Linked DNA regions of Pan troglodytes: region 2 is linked to region 1. Evidence: chromatin contacts called from public HiChIP or PLAC-seq data. All regions are on one chromosome and are shown on one strand. The core of a region is the stretch at or near the end of the contact, and the rest is flanking DNA. Distances in the headings are between cores, read along the strand shown. Region 1 holds the start of LOC134809019. Region 2 holds the start of ZNF527 (zinc finger protein 527).

Region 1 (6,209 bases), core at 843-3,342:
ATTTCACATCAAGGAAATACAAATTAAAACTATGATGAGGCTGGGTGCAGTGGCTCACACTTATAATCCCAGGATTTTGGGAGGCTGAGGCGGGCGGGAGTTTCACATGGTGAAACTCTGTCTCCACTAAAAATACAAAAATTAGCTGGGCGTGGTGGCACGCACCTGTAATCCCAGCTACTCGGGAGGCTGAGGCACGAGAATCACTTGAACCTGGGAGGCGGAGGTTGCAGTGAGCTGATATCACACCACTACACTCCAGCCTGGACGACAGAGTGAGACTCTGTCTCAAAAAACAAAACAAGACAAAACAAAACAAAACAAAAACCTATGATGAAACTGCACCACACAACCAATAAAATAGTTAAAAGACTAACCATACCAAATTACGGAGAGGATATGAAGCAACTGGAACTCTCATACATTGCTGGATGGAGTGTAAACTGGAACAACCACATGAGAGCTTGGTAGTATCTATTAAACATTAGCCTACCCTGTGATCTAGCAATGCCACTCCTAAGTATTAACCCGGGAGAAAAGCCTTCACGTGTTCACCAAAAACACAGTAGAGTGTTCACAGCTGCAGCATCATTTGTAACAGCCCCAAATTGGAAGCTACCCAAATATCCATCAACAATGTAATCGACTAATATACTACAATATATCCCCAGTATAGTGAGAGCTAAGTACAATTACACTGAACAACATGAATGAATTTCACAAACATAATATATAACAAAAGAAGCCTGGCATAAAACAGTACATGCCGTATAATTGCATATATACATGAAGTTCAAGAATGTGTAAGACAGCCAGATGCACTGGCTCATGCCTGTAATCCCAGCACTTTGGGAGGCCAAGGTGGGCGGATCACCTGAGGTCAGGACTAGCTTGGCCAACATGGGGAAACCCTGTCTCTACTAAAAATACAAAAATTAGCCGGGTGTGATGGGTGCCTGTAATCCCAGCTACTCAGGAGGCTGAGACAGGAGAATCGTTTGAACCCAGGAGGCGGAAGTTGCAGTGAGCCAAGATTGCATCACTGCACTCCAGCCTGGGTGACAAGAGCGAGACTGTCTCAAAAAAAAAAAAAAAAAAAAAAAAGAATGGGTAAAACTAGTTAATGATAGAATTCTGAATAGATTGTGTGGGGGAGAAATTACTGAGAAGTGGTATGAGGGAAGCATCTCAGGTCCTGGCAAAGTTCTTTGTATAGATCTAGGAGTGTTACACAGCTGTACACTTAAGATTTGCATACTTTATATAGGCTCTATGTATCTATTGACAGCCTCCTGCTCTGTTGCCCAGGCTGAAGGGCAGTGGTATGATCATGGCTTCCTGCAGCTACAAAGCACTGGGCTCAAGCGATCCTCTCATCTCAACCTCCTGAGTAGCTAGGACTTATAGGTGCCAGCCACCATGCCCGGCTAATTTTTTATGTATGTATGTATTTATGGTAGAGTTAGGGTCTCACTATGTTGCCCAGGCTGGTCTCCAACTCCTGGCCTCACGTGATCCTCTCACCTTGGCCTGGCAAAGTGCTGGGATTACACGCATGAGCCCCCACACCTGGCCTACAAAAATTTTTTTAACTCTTGGAACTATGCTTTGGTAGGGATATGGAGCAATAAGATATTTCAAACATTGCTGTTCAAGTACAAATTTGTGCAGCCACTCGGGTATATATTTTGACACTGTTTAGTAAAGTGGAAGATATATGAACCGGCAATTCTGCTGGTAAATAAACTCAAGCATGTGTACCCCATGTGAAAGAATGTTTGTGGCTGTGTTGTTTATAAAATAAAAAGCTATAAATAACTAATAGGGCATCATTACTAGAAGGATGAAAAATTGTGGTATACTTCAGAAGGGAGAATACAATATAGCAAAGAAATTGAATTAACCGCGATTTTATCTAATAGGGATGATTCACAGAATTGTAAAAATAAACCAAAGACAGTATGACAACATTCATATAAAGTTTTAAAACGGGGGAAAACTGGAGTATAATGCCTAGAGAAGTATACATAAGTGATAAAACCTCACACTGTGTGACTTACCCAGCCACACAAACCTGATCACACTCCCACCATGGGGACATTCAGCTACAGACAATCCACGCCCAAAGCAACAGGGTCGCACACGCAGGGCCTCTATCGGTCACATAAGCACAAGTGCACACTTACCGAGGAGGCAGTCACAGTCACAACCACATTGTCACAGTCGGCGCACACCTGTACCGGGTCACAGTCACGATCACACATTAACCACAGCCACACACACAGATAGAAACATGCAGTTACTCGCAGGTATCCCCACCTGAACTCTGCCGCACACAGTCACACAGCATATAGTCGCACACCACTACGGGGACAAACGCAATAACACTCAACCAGACACAAGCTCCCCACAGCCGCACACACAATGCCGCACGTGGTCCTGCTCCTTCTTACACACACCAGCAGCCACAGTCTCCGAGGCCGTGCTGCACACGGTGTGAGCGTTGGAAACACACTCATCACAAGAGCAGCCTGTCACAATCGCGCGATCATTCACCACACACCTCCACACAGACGCAAGTGCACACTTTCAATCTCACCTCCACCGCCGCACAAAGCCGAGGCTCGGCCCCCGGCCCCGCCCTCTCCCGGGATCCTCACCTCAGGCCTTACGAGCTTTCGAAGCAGCAGAACCCTCCCCGGCACTGGGGTAGTTGCTGGTAAAGCCCTGAGGGTCCCGCCAGCGCGTGACTTGGAAGCTGAATTACCGCGAGAAGTACAGTCTTGCGGAGGAGACCTCTGGGAAGCGTAGTCAGAGACGTATCAAGGCCGGACAAGATGGCTCCCGATCGTCAGAATTCCTGTCCGCGCCTTGCGTCAGCCCCGCCGAAAGGATCGCCCCCCTAGTCAAACCGCTCGCGCCCCAGAGGCCTCATGGAGTCCCGCCTCAGGCTCGGGCCTTGGCCCCCAAAGAAAGCCACTCCGACGTGTTTGAGATGGGCTTAGTTCCCGGACCCGTCCTACTGCCCCCAGGCGCTGGACAGCCTCAGAAAGAGGACAAGTCTGCATGGAAAGATAATCGCACAACTGAGCCTTCTGGGAGATGTAGTTCGGAGCTGGGAAGGCGGTTGGACCCTCCGAAAGTCATCTTAATTGCTCTCACAGATAAGCCGGCGCTGGGCTGCCGGCCTTACTGTGCGCCCAGAGTGCGCAGGCGCAAACATCCTGGGTTGCTGTTTTGGCCTCTTTGTTCGGGCGTGAATTTTGTTTATTGCTCCTTAGTGCAGAGGGGTTATGGGACCAGAGGTTGTGAGACTCAAAACTGGTTGGGGACGCAGAAGGGGTGTAGACCAGGAACCTGCGACCTGATGGGGGGAGGTCAAAGGGAAAGGAATCGCCAAACGTGGGACGGGTTTGGAGAGGCAGAAAGAGAGGAGTCTGAAATTGCAAAGGGCAGGTGTTATTCTGACTTCTGTATGCTTTGTGATAAATGAGTGGGACAGGAAGTAAGAGGAGTTTCACTTTCTCCTTCTGCAATTATTTGTGTACTTGGACTAAGTGTATCTCATGGCCAGTATTTGACTGCTTTTGACCTATAAAGGTATTGTATACACAGTCGTGCATAGTTTAATAATAAGGATATATTCTGGCCGGGTGCGGTGGTTCACGCCTGAAATCCCAGCACTTTGGGAGGCTGAGGGGTTCGAGACCAGCCTGGGCAACATGGTGTAAACCCCGTCTATACTAAAAATGCAAAAATTAGCCAGGCGTGGTGGTGCACGCCTGTAGTCCCAGCTACTCGGGAGGCTGAGGCAGGAGAATCGCTTGAACCCAGGAGGCAGAGGTTGCAGTGAGCCAAGATTGCACCACTGCACTCCAGCCTGGGCGACAGTGAGACTCGGTCTCAAAAAAAAAAAGGATACATTCTGAGAAATGCGTTGTTGGGCAATTTCATCATCGTGTAATAATTTCATCATTATAGAGTGTACAAACCTAGATGGTATAGCTGACTGAACACTTAGGCTATATGGTATAACCTGTTGATCCTAAACTACAAAGCTATATGGCATGTTACTGTACTGAATACAGTTGGAACACTGTAGGGACCAGCCCTACAAGGTCTGTGGGTTTTTCTCCCCGTGTGCAGAGAAGAGAGGTGGTAGAAATAAAGACACAAGACAAAGAGATAAAAGAAAAGACAGCTGGGCCTGGGTGAGCCACTACCACCAAGACGCAGAGACTGATAGTGGCCCCGAATGCCAGGCTGCGCTGTTATTTATTGGATACAAGACAAGGGGGCAGGGTAAGGAGTGTGAGCCATCTCCAATGATAGGTAAGGTCACGTGGGTCACGTGTCCACTGGACAGGGGGCCCTTCCCTGTTTGGCAGCTGAAGTGGAGAGAGAGAGAGAGAAGACAGCTTACGCATTATTTCTGCATATCAGAGACTTTTAGTACTTTCACTAATTTTGTTACTGCTATCTAGAAGGCAGAGCCAGGTGTACAGGATGGAACATGAAAGCGGACCAGTAGTGTGACCGCTGAAGCACAGCATCACAGGAAGACGGTTAGGCCTCCAGATAACTGCAGGCGGGCCTGACTCATGTCAGGCCCTCCACAAGACATGGTGGAGTAGAGTCTTCTCTAAACTCCCCCGGGGAAAGGGAGACTCCCTTTGCTGGTCTGCTAAGTAGCGGGTGCTTTTCCTTGGCACTGACGCTACTGCTAGGCCATAATCCGCTTGGTAACAGGCGTCTTCCCAGACGCTGACGTTCCGCTAGACCAAGGAGCCCTCTGGTGGCCCTGTCCGGGCATAACAGAGGCTCACACACTTGTCTTCTGGTCACTTCTCACCATGTCCCTTCAGCTCGTACCTCTGTATGGCCTGGTTTTTCCTAGGTTATGATTGTAGAGTGAGGATTATTATAATATTTGAATAAAGAGTAATTACTACAAACTAATGATTAGTGATACTTGTGTATAATCATATCTGTGATCTGTATCTAGTGTAACTCTTGTTATTTTATATATTTTATTATACTGAAACAGCTCATGCCCTCGGTCTCTTGCCTCGGCACCTGGGTGGCTTGCTGCCCACAGAACACAATGGTAAGTATTTATGTATCTAAACATATCTAAACACACAAAAGGTACGGTAAAAAAAAACAGCATAAAAAGTAAAAAATGGTACACCTGTATAGGGTACTTACCAAGAATGGAGGCTGCAGGACTGGAAGTTGCTCTGGAGAGTCGATGAGAGGTGAGTGAATGTGAAGGCTAGGACATTACAGTACAACACTCTAGACTTTATAAACACTGTACACTTAAGCAACACTACATGTATTTAAAGTTTTTCTTCCATAATAAATTAACCCTTGCTTGCTGTAACTTTTTTACTTTATAAATGTTCAAATTTTTAAAAGCTTTTTGACTTTTCTGTAATATCGCTTAGCTTAAAACACAAATACATTGCACAGCCCATGTGGGATCCGTATCTCTTGGTAAGGAAATGTTGCAGGTCAGATGTCATTCTTATGTGGCCACATAGAGGTAGAAAGACTGCATATATGATACTGCCTTTCCCAACCACGGGCTTGTATTCTAACATACCGCAACAATGCCCAATATTTATGGGGTCATAGAAAATAGGATTCACTATGGTTGGAGAATTTCCGAGCCAATTTAAGTTCAGGAATGCTGGCAATGAGAATGATCAGTAGGAATCAGTGTAATGATTTACATAGTTGAAACTATCAACTGGGCCAGGCACGGTGGCTCACGCCTATAATCCCAGCACTTTGTGAGGCTGAGGTGGGCGGATCACCTGAGGTCAGGAGTTTGAGACCAGCCTGGGCAACATGGTGAAACCCCGTCTCTACTAAAAATACAAAAATTAGCTAGGCATGGTGGCACACACCTGTGATACCAACTACTCGGGAGGCCAAGGCAGGAGAACCACTTGAACTTGGGAGGCAGAGGTTGCAGTCAGCCGAGATCATGCCACTGCATTCAAGCCTGGGTGACAGAGCAAAGACTCCATCTCAAAAAAAAAGTTAAAATAAAACATGTAGCCATTATTTTTCTGTTTGGGGCAATTTTAAAGTTTTTCTTTTGTCACAAAAACAGGAATGTACCTATGCAAAGGCTTGAAATAGGCCATCTTTTTTTTTTTTTTTTTTTTTGAGTTGGAGTTTCGCTCTTGTTGCCCAGG
Region 2 (6,218 bases), core at 3,402-5,901, 250 kb before region 1:
GTAATCCCAGCACTTTGGGAGGCCGAGGCAGGCAGATCACGAGGTCAGGAGATCAAGACCATCTTGGCCAACATCGTGAAATCCATCTCTACTAAAAATACAAAAATTAGCTGGGCGTGGTGGCGTGTGCCTGTAGTCCCAGCTACCCAGGAGGCTGAGGCAGGAGAATCGCTTGAACCCAGGAGGCAGAGGCTGCAGTGAGCCAAGACTGCGCCATTGCACTCCAGCCTGAGCGACAGAGCAACACTCCGTCTCAAAAAAAAAAAAAAGAAAAGAAAAGAAAGAAAGGAAAGAAAGAAAGAAAGGAAAGAAGGAAAGAAAGAAAGAAAGGAAAGAAAGAAAGAAAGAAACGAAGGAAGGAAGGAGAGAGAGAGAGACACAAAGAAAGGAAGAAAGAAAGAAAGAAAGAAAGAAAGAAAGAAAGAAAGAATACACTAAGGACTCCCAAATTCACATCTATAGTCCTGAACTCCAGATGTATAATCAGCATTCCATTTGGATATCCAAAAGGTCTCTAAATATATCCAGAACTCAATTATTGATATCCATCCCACTTCACATTGTCTTTCCAGCTCAGTAAATGGGATGCCCATTCATGTAGCTGCCTAGCCAAAAATCTCTGTAGGCATCCTGACTTCTTCCTCTCACATGCCACAACGAATCCTTGATCAAATTGCATTTTCTATCTCCAGTCTATACCCAGAATCTCACTAGCTCCAGTGCCACCATCATGATCCAGGCTGCTATCACCTCCTGTCTGGATTACTAAAAGAGTCTCCTGACTGGCCTCCCTGCTTCCACCTGTACTCCCCTGCTATCTGTTTTCACTTTAAGGCATAAATCAAATCAGATCACAAACGTTCCAATGGCTCTCCTTCACTTAGAACCAAATTCAAAGTTCAGATCATGACTTGAAAGGGCCTACGTAATTTGGTTCCCAGCTATACCTCTGACATCATAGTGCTCATTTCCCTCCAAGGACAGACTCATTGCTATTCCTGGAATACACCAAACATGTTCCCACCATAATAACTTTGTACTCCTTCTTTTAAAGCTCTTCCCCAGATCTCCACAAAACTTACTTGCTACTTTCACTGAAGTTTTGCTTTGCTAAATGTCACTTCCTCAGAGAGGCCATCCTTGACCTCCCTATTTAATAGATCACTCAGTAATCAAACTCTATCCCTTATTTCACTTGCACTCATCGCCAACTCAACAAATCATCATCCATCTAAAGAGGATAGCTCTGCTCCATCACACATTTGAGCATAACACTGAGTAAAAAAGATATTAAATGTTTTGTAGAAGGATTATATGAACAAAAGGTGGAGAGAGAAGTGGAAGGGGTGCTCACTGGGCTATTTGTGATTTTCCCTGTGGTCCCAAAGTCCTGAAAAATGAGGTCAAATGTCTGAAAACAAAGTGAAAGAGCATGCTTACCTGGGACATGGCTTTACAAAGCCCCATAGCCATTCCTCCTTCTTCAGTTTTCTCTTCTGAAGAAGAAGAAAGTCCTGAGAAGGGAGAGTTAACGAAGAAATGATGATGTGCCAGCCCTGTGTTTTTGGTCCAAGACCCACAAAAATACTACTGCCCCTTTCTTCTCCCTACATGGGCCAGCCTCACCTTTTCCAAGATCTGGCCAGGGGTGGCGGGGTGGAATCCAGTGCTGAACTTAACTCTCAAAGTCTTGACTTATATATTAAGGACGCATAGCCTGAACTCAACAAAATCCAAAGTCTGTCCTACGGCCAACAAGGTGGTTCATGATCTGGCCCCTGGCTGCACCTCTGACCTAATTTCCTACCCTTCCGCCCCTTGCTTGCCACACTCCAGGCACATGTCTTCCTACTGTTACTCAAACACTGTACACCCCTTCTTCAGGGTTGTGGCCTTTTCCTTCCGTCTGGAACCTTCTCCCAGACACCAGCATGGGCCACTCCTCTTTATTCCTATCTGCATTCAGGTGTCCCTTCATCAGAGGGACTTCCCTGAAAATTCTACCTCAAGGGAACCCCTGTTCCAGGTACTCCATTTTTCTTTACCCTGAATTATTTTTTTCTCAGCATTTATCACCACTGGACATGTTACATACTGCTTTGTTTCTTTATTGTTTCTCTTCCCATGCAAGACTGTAAGATCCAAGAGAACTAGGTTTTGTTTGGTTCACAGGTGTATTCTAATGACAGAACACTACCAGACCATTGTAGTCTCTCAAAAATATTAGATAAATGAATAAATAAATTTTACTGTGCCTTATGTAATATAAATATACAATGTTAACTCATGCTGTGTTGGGCAAGTAATTTTAATCTTCCTGTGCCTCACAATCAGACTAGGTCCGACATAATCCCGTGATCTCACATACACATAAAATTCTCACCCAATCACAAACATATACACATTTACACAATCGGTGGCATAATCTCTCTCTCTCACACACACAGCCGTATTAGCACAAAGATAGAGAGACTGTCACACATGGTTATCTCATTGTGTCATTATCTCATTTAATCCTCAGAACTACTACTGCTCCACAAAACTACAAAGATAGGTATTAATATCTCCACTTTACTGGTAGTAAAAGGGAGGTTCCAGAAGCTTAAACAACCAACTCAAAGTCCGGGGTCCAACTGAAATGTGACCTCAAAACCAGTCCTCTTTTGAGAGGCCACAATGTCTGAATGGGAAATATTCAACACAACCCGAGTAATCAATGCCATATATTCCTTAGAGAGGCATCTTTAGAGATGGCAGGTGTTACCTTTATTTCTCTACAGAAATGCAGCCTGAGGGACACATCGCCAAATTTTAATACTAAAGCAACAACAAACTGGGCAATCTGAAGTAAGTTCCTTGTCCTCTTAGAGCCAACATTTCTTCATCGTAAAAATAGAGACAGGCTGGGCACGGTGGCTCACACCAGTAATCCCAGCACTTTGGGAGGTCAAGGTGGGCAAATCACTTGAGCCTAGGAATTCAAGACCAGCCTGGGCAACATGGCAAAACCCCATCTCCTCAAAAAGTACAAGAATTAGTTGGGCGTGGTGGCATGTGTCTGTAGTCCCAGCTACTTGGGAGGCTGAGGTGGGAGGCTTGATTGAACCCAGGAGGTAGAGGGTGCTGTGAGCCGAGATTACACCACTGCACTCTAGCCTACAGGACAGAGCAAGACTCTGTCTCAAAAAAAAAGAAAAAAAAGAAAAAAGAAAAGAAAGGGACAACTGTGGTTGACCTAGAATTCAGTATACATCACCCCCTAATTTCACCCCCTAATTCTGGACTACTTTGCACTAGGCAACTCAGTCCCTAGCAATTATTTCCTTAGTGTAGTGCAGCTTGAAATTGTCCATAAAAACTGCAGCAGGGCGCAGCGGCTCACTCCTGTAATCCCAGCACTGTGGGAGGCTCTGGTGGGCGGATCATGAGGTCAGGAGTTGGAGACCAGCCTGGCCAAACATGGTGAAACCTCATCTCTACTAAAAATACAAAAACTAGCCGGGCGTGGTGGTGCACGCCCGTAATCCCAGCTACTTGGGAGGCTGAGGCAGGAGAATCACTTGAACCTGGGAGGCGGAGGTTGCAGTGAGCCGAGATCGCATCACTGCACGCCAGCCTGGGCAATAGAGTGAGACTCCATCTCAAGAGAAAAAAAAAAAAAAAAAAAAGCAAGACCTCTAGAGCTAAACTGCTTGGGTTTGAGTTCTGGTGCTGTCACTTGTTAACTGTGTGAACTTGGATAATTTTAATATTTCTGTGCTTCATACATCAATCCCACAATCTCATATATACACACAAATTCTCACCCAATCACAAATATATACAGAGTCACACAAACACACCCATAATCTCACACAATACACAGCCACATAAGCACAAAGATAGATGGTAACATACAACTACACCAACAGAGATAAACAATCACACACAATCACACACAAAGTAGCATACCACAGAAGTCACACATCTTGTCACAATTACCGATACAAAACTATACCTGCAGAGACAGATGGTCATAGTCGCACAATCACATTTGCTGTCACACACATTCAAACGCAGTTGTATCCGCAGAAACAGGTGGTCACATAACCACACACATGCATTTACACAAACACACAATGTCACACCCCAGTCTCTCATAAACACATACACAGCTACACCTGCAGAGACAGTCACACACAAACACACATATTCACAGTTTCACCCCCAGACACAGATGGTTACAGTCACACACAAGCGGGCGCACGCGCACACACACACACAGTGACACAAGATCACATTCTGTCACACCCGCAGCCTGTCACATAGTTGGTAACACAGTGAAACACACACGGACTCCCCAGCGACTCCTGCCGGGTTCCCATCCCTGGCGCGGCCGGTCCACCCGGAGCCCGCCCTTGACCTCCCGCTCCCGCCCGGGGCCCGGCCCCACTCACCTCCCGGCGCCGCGGGCTCTGCAAACGGGCCCCGCGACCGAGACCCGCGACGTCACCCAGAATCCTCCGCGAGGAGGAGCGAGGCGAGGACTGAGGCATGCAGGACGCTGAGCTCTGCGAGATCTGAACCAGCGACATCGCGTTCCCCATGGACCCCGCGAACCACGAGCCCCAGAACGCTTTGCGCCACGGCCGTCATCGTTGAACTACATCTCCCAGAGAACCCCGCGGCCCCCTCCACTGCGCGCCTGCGCCACGGGGGCTGGTACCAGAGAGGGATGTGTGTGGTCGTAGGCTCTCCAGTGACCTTGAGCTGCTGTGTTGGTGAAAGCGGCCAGGCTGCGCGCGGGGCTGACTGGTTGAATGCTTGGGTGTGGTGGTTCGTGTGTGACTGTTGCTGCACACCTTTATGCTTGCCGACGAAAGGAGCGGCGGATTTTGTCAGTGCAGGGAGCTTCTGTATTTTAAATCACGTCCCGTGATTGTGGGTAGCTGAATGTGAAAGTGATTGTGGATCAAAGAGACTGTGGCTGACATTGGGGGTGACCGTTTCTGTTACTGTGAGGATACCACTGATCCGATGTGTATCTGACTGTCTCCCGGTCTTACTGTTCCTTCACCCCCATCTCCTGCCATGGGCGGGGTCTGTGGTATCTTTTATTGAGGCAATCTCGGCGCTCACTGCAACCTCCGCCTCCCGGGTTCAAGCGATTCTAGTGCCTCAGCCTCCCGAGTAGCTGGGACTACAGGCGCCCGCCACCATACCCGGCTAATTTTTGCACTTTTAGTAGAGAAGGGGTTTCTCCATGTTGGCCAGGATGGTCCGGAACTGCTGGCCTCAAGCCATCCGCCCACCTCGGCCTCCCAAAGTGAGGGAACCATAGGCATGAGCCACCACGCCCCGCCTGTTATCCTCATTTTTATGCCCCATCTCTGCCTGTACCTAATGTGATGCCAGTCACAGAAGGGTGATTAGATTTCATTACTATGAGGTTGCTTGTTTGCACCAAAGCCGTAAGTAGTTTGGTAGCCGATAGCCCTGGTGTTTCTCCTGCTGTTGTTTCCATCTTTTCACTCTACAACTTTAGGGCCCAGCTTTAAGAAAACTGCCCACAGTCAGGACAAGAATGTGAGCCCCTGAGTGAAAGTTCCAGACTAAAGCAGCATTCTTCCCCATCTCCAGTCCCTGAAAGATCTGAAAGGTGCATCCATGTCACGATCCTAGTAAGTCAAGATTCTTATGCGGAAGCAAGGGGAAGTTCTTGAGAATGCCTCCTTGGAGAATACATCCTCCAGTCCCCTGCCACAGAGAGCCCTCTATTGCTAAGCCCAGAGAATCTTCCACAAAAGGAGTGTGGGTATTAGGGTAGAACTGATTGCTCTTTACTCTGTGAAATCGGGCTTTGTTACTTTCAGAAGAAATCAGACATTTTTTAAAGGCTCTACAAACATGTAATAGTTGGGTTGCTTTAATGGGGAAATTTACAAATTCAGTGTTCTTTGGATGATAATTGTGGTTTGGTACTTGACAATTACATTAAACAGTTCTTCCCTGGACTTAATTATCAGGAAAGTTAGAGATCATCTTGGATGTTTCATATCGAAGTGCTGAAATTTAAGATTCTCCATTCTTTTTGTTGAGACAGGGTCTCTCTCTGTCACCCAGGAGTACAGTAGGGCCATTTTGGCTCACTGCAGGCTTGACTTCCTGGGCTCAAGCAATCCTCCCGCCTCAGCCATCCAAGTAGCTGGTACCACAGATGCATGCCACCATGCTAAGTT

What was found. HiChIP or PLAC-seq counts read pairs in DNA pulled down with a chosen protein or histone mark.
Region 2: a contact with region 1 is called in an H3K4me3 HiChIP or PLAC-seq map of stem cell-derived excitatory neurons, with 4 times the contacts expected there. The contact joins the promoter of ZNF527 here to the promoter of LOC134809019 in region 1. A contact is called at or near these places in 1 of 7 Hi-C or Micro-C datasets (induced pluripotent stem cells) and 1 of 1 datasets of contacts at active chromatin or transcription factors (stem cell-derived excitatory neurons).

Annotation. Positions count from the first base shown.
Region 1 is chr20:40,179,361-40,185,569 of NHGRI_mPanTro3-v2.0_pri, reverse strand. LOC134809019 reads left to right here and starts at 2,092. Exons shown (of 3, transcript XM_063800404.1): 1 at 2,092-2,236; 2 at 2,733-5,107. The coding sequence starts at 2,092. The coding sequence ends at 3,493. It also overlaps a transcript of ZNF566 not described here.
Region 2 is chr20:40,429,884-40,436,101 of NHGRI_mPanTro3-v2.0_pri, reverse strand. It overlaps ZNF527 (zinc finger protein 527), which reads right to left and starts at 4,651. Exons shown (of 5, transcript XM_512625.7): 1 at 4,437-4,651; 2 at 1,441-1,514. The coding sequence starts at 1,473.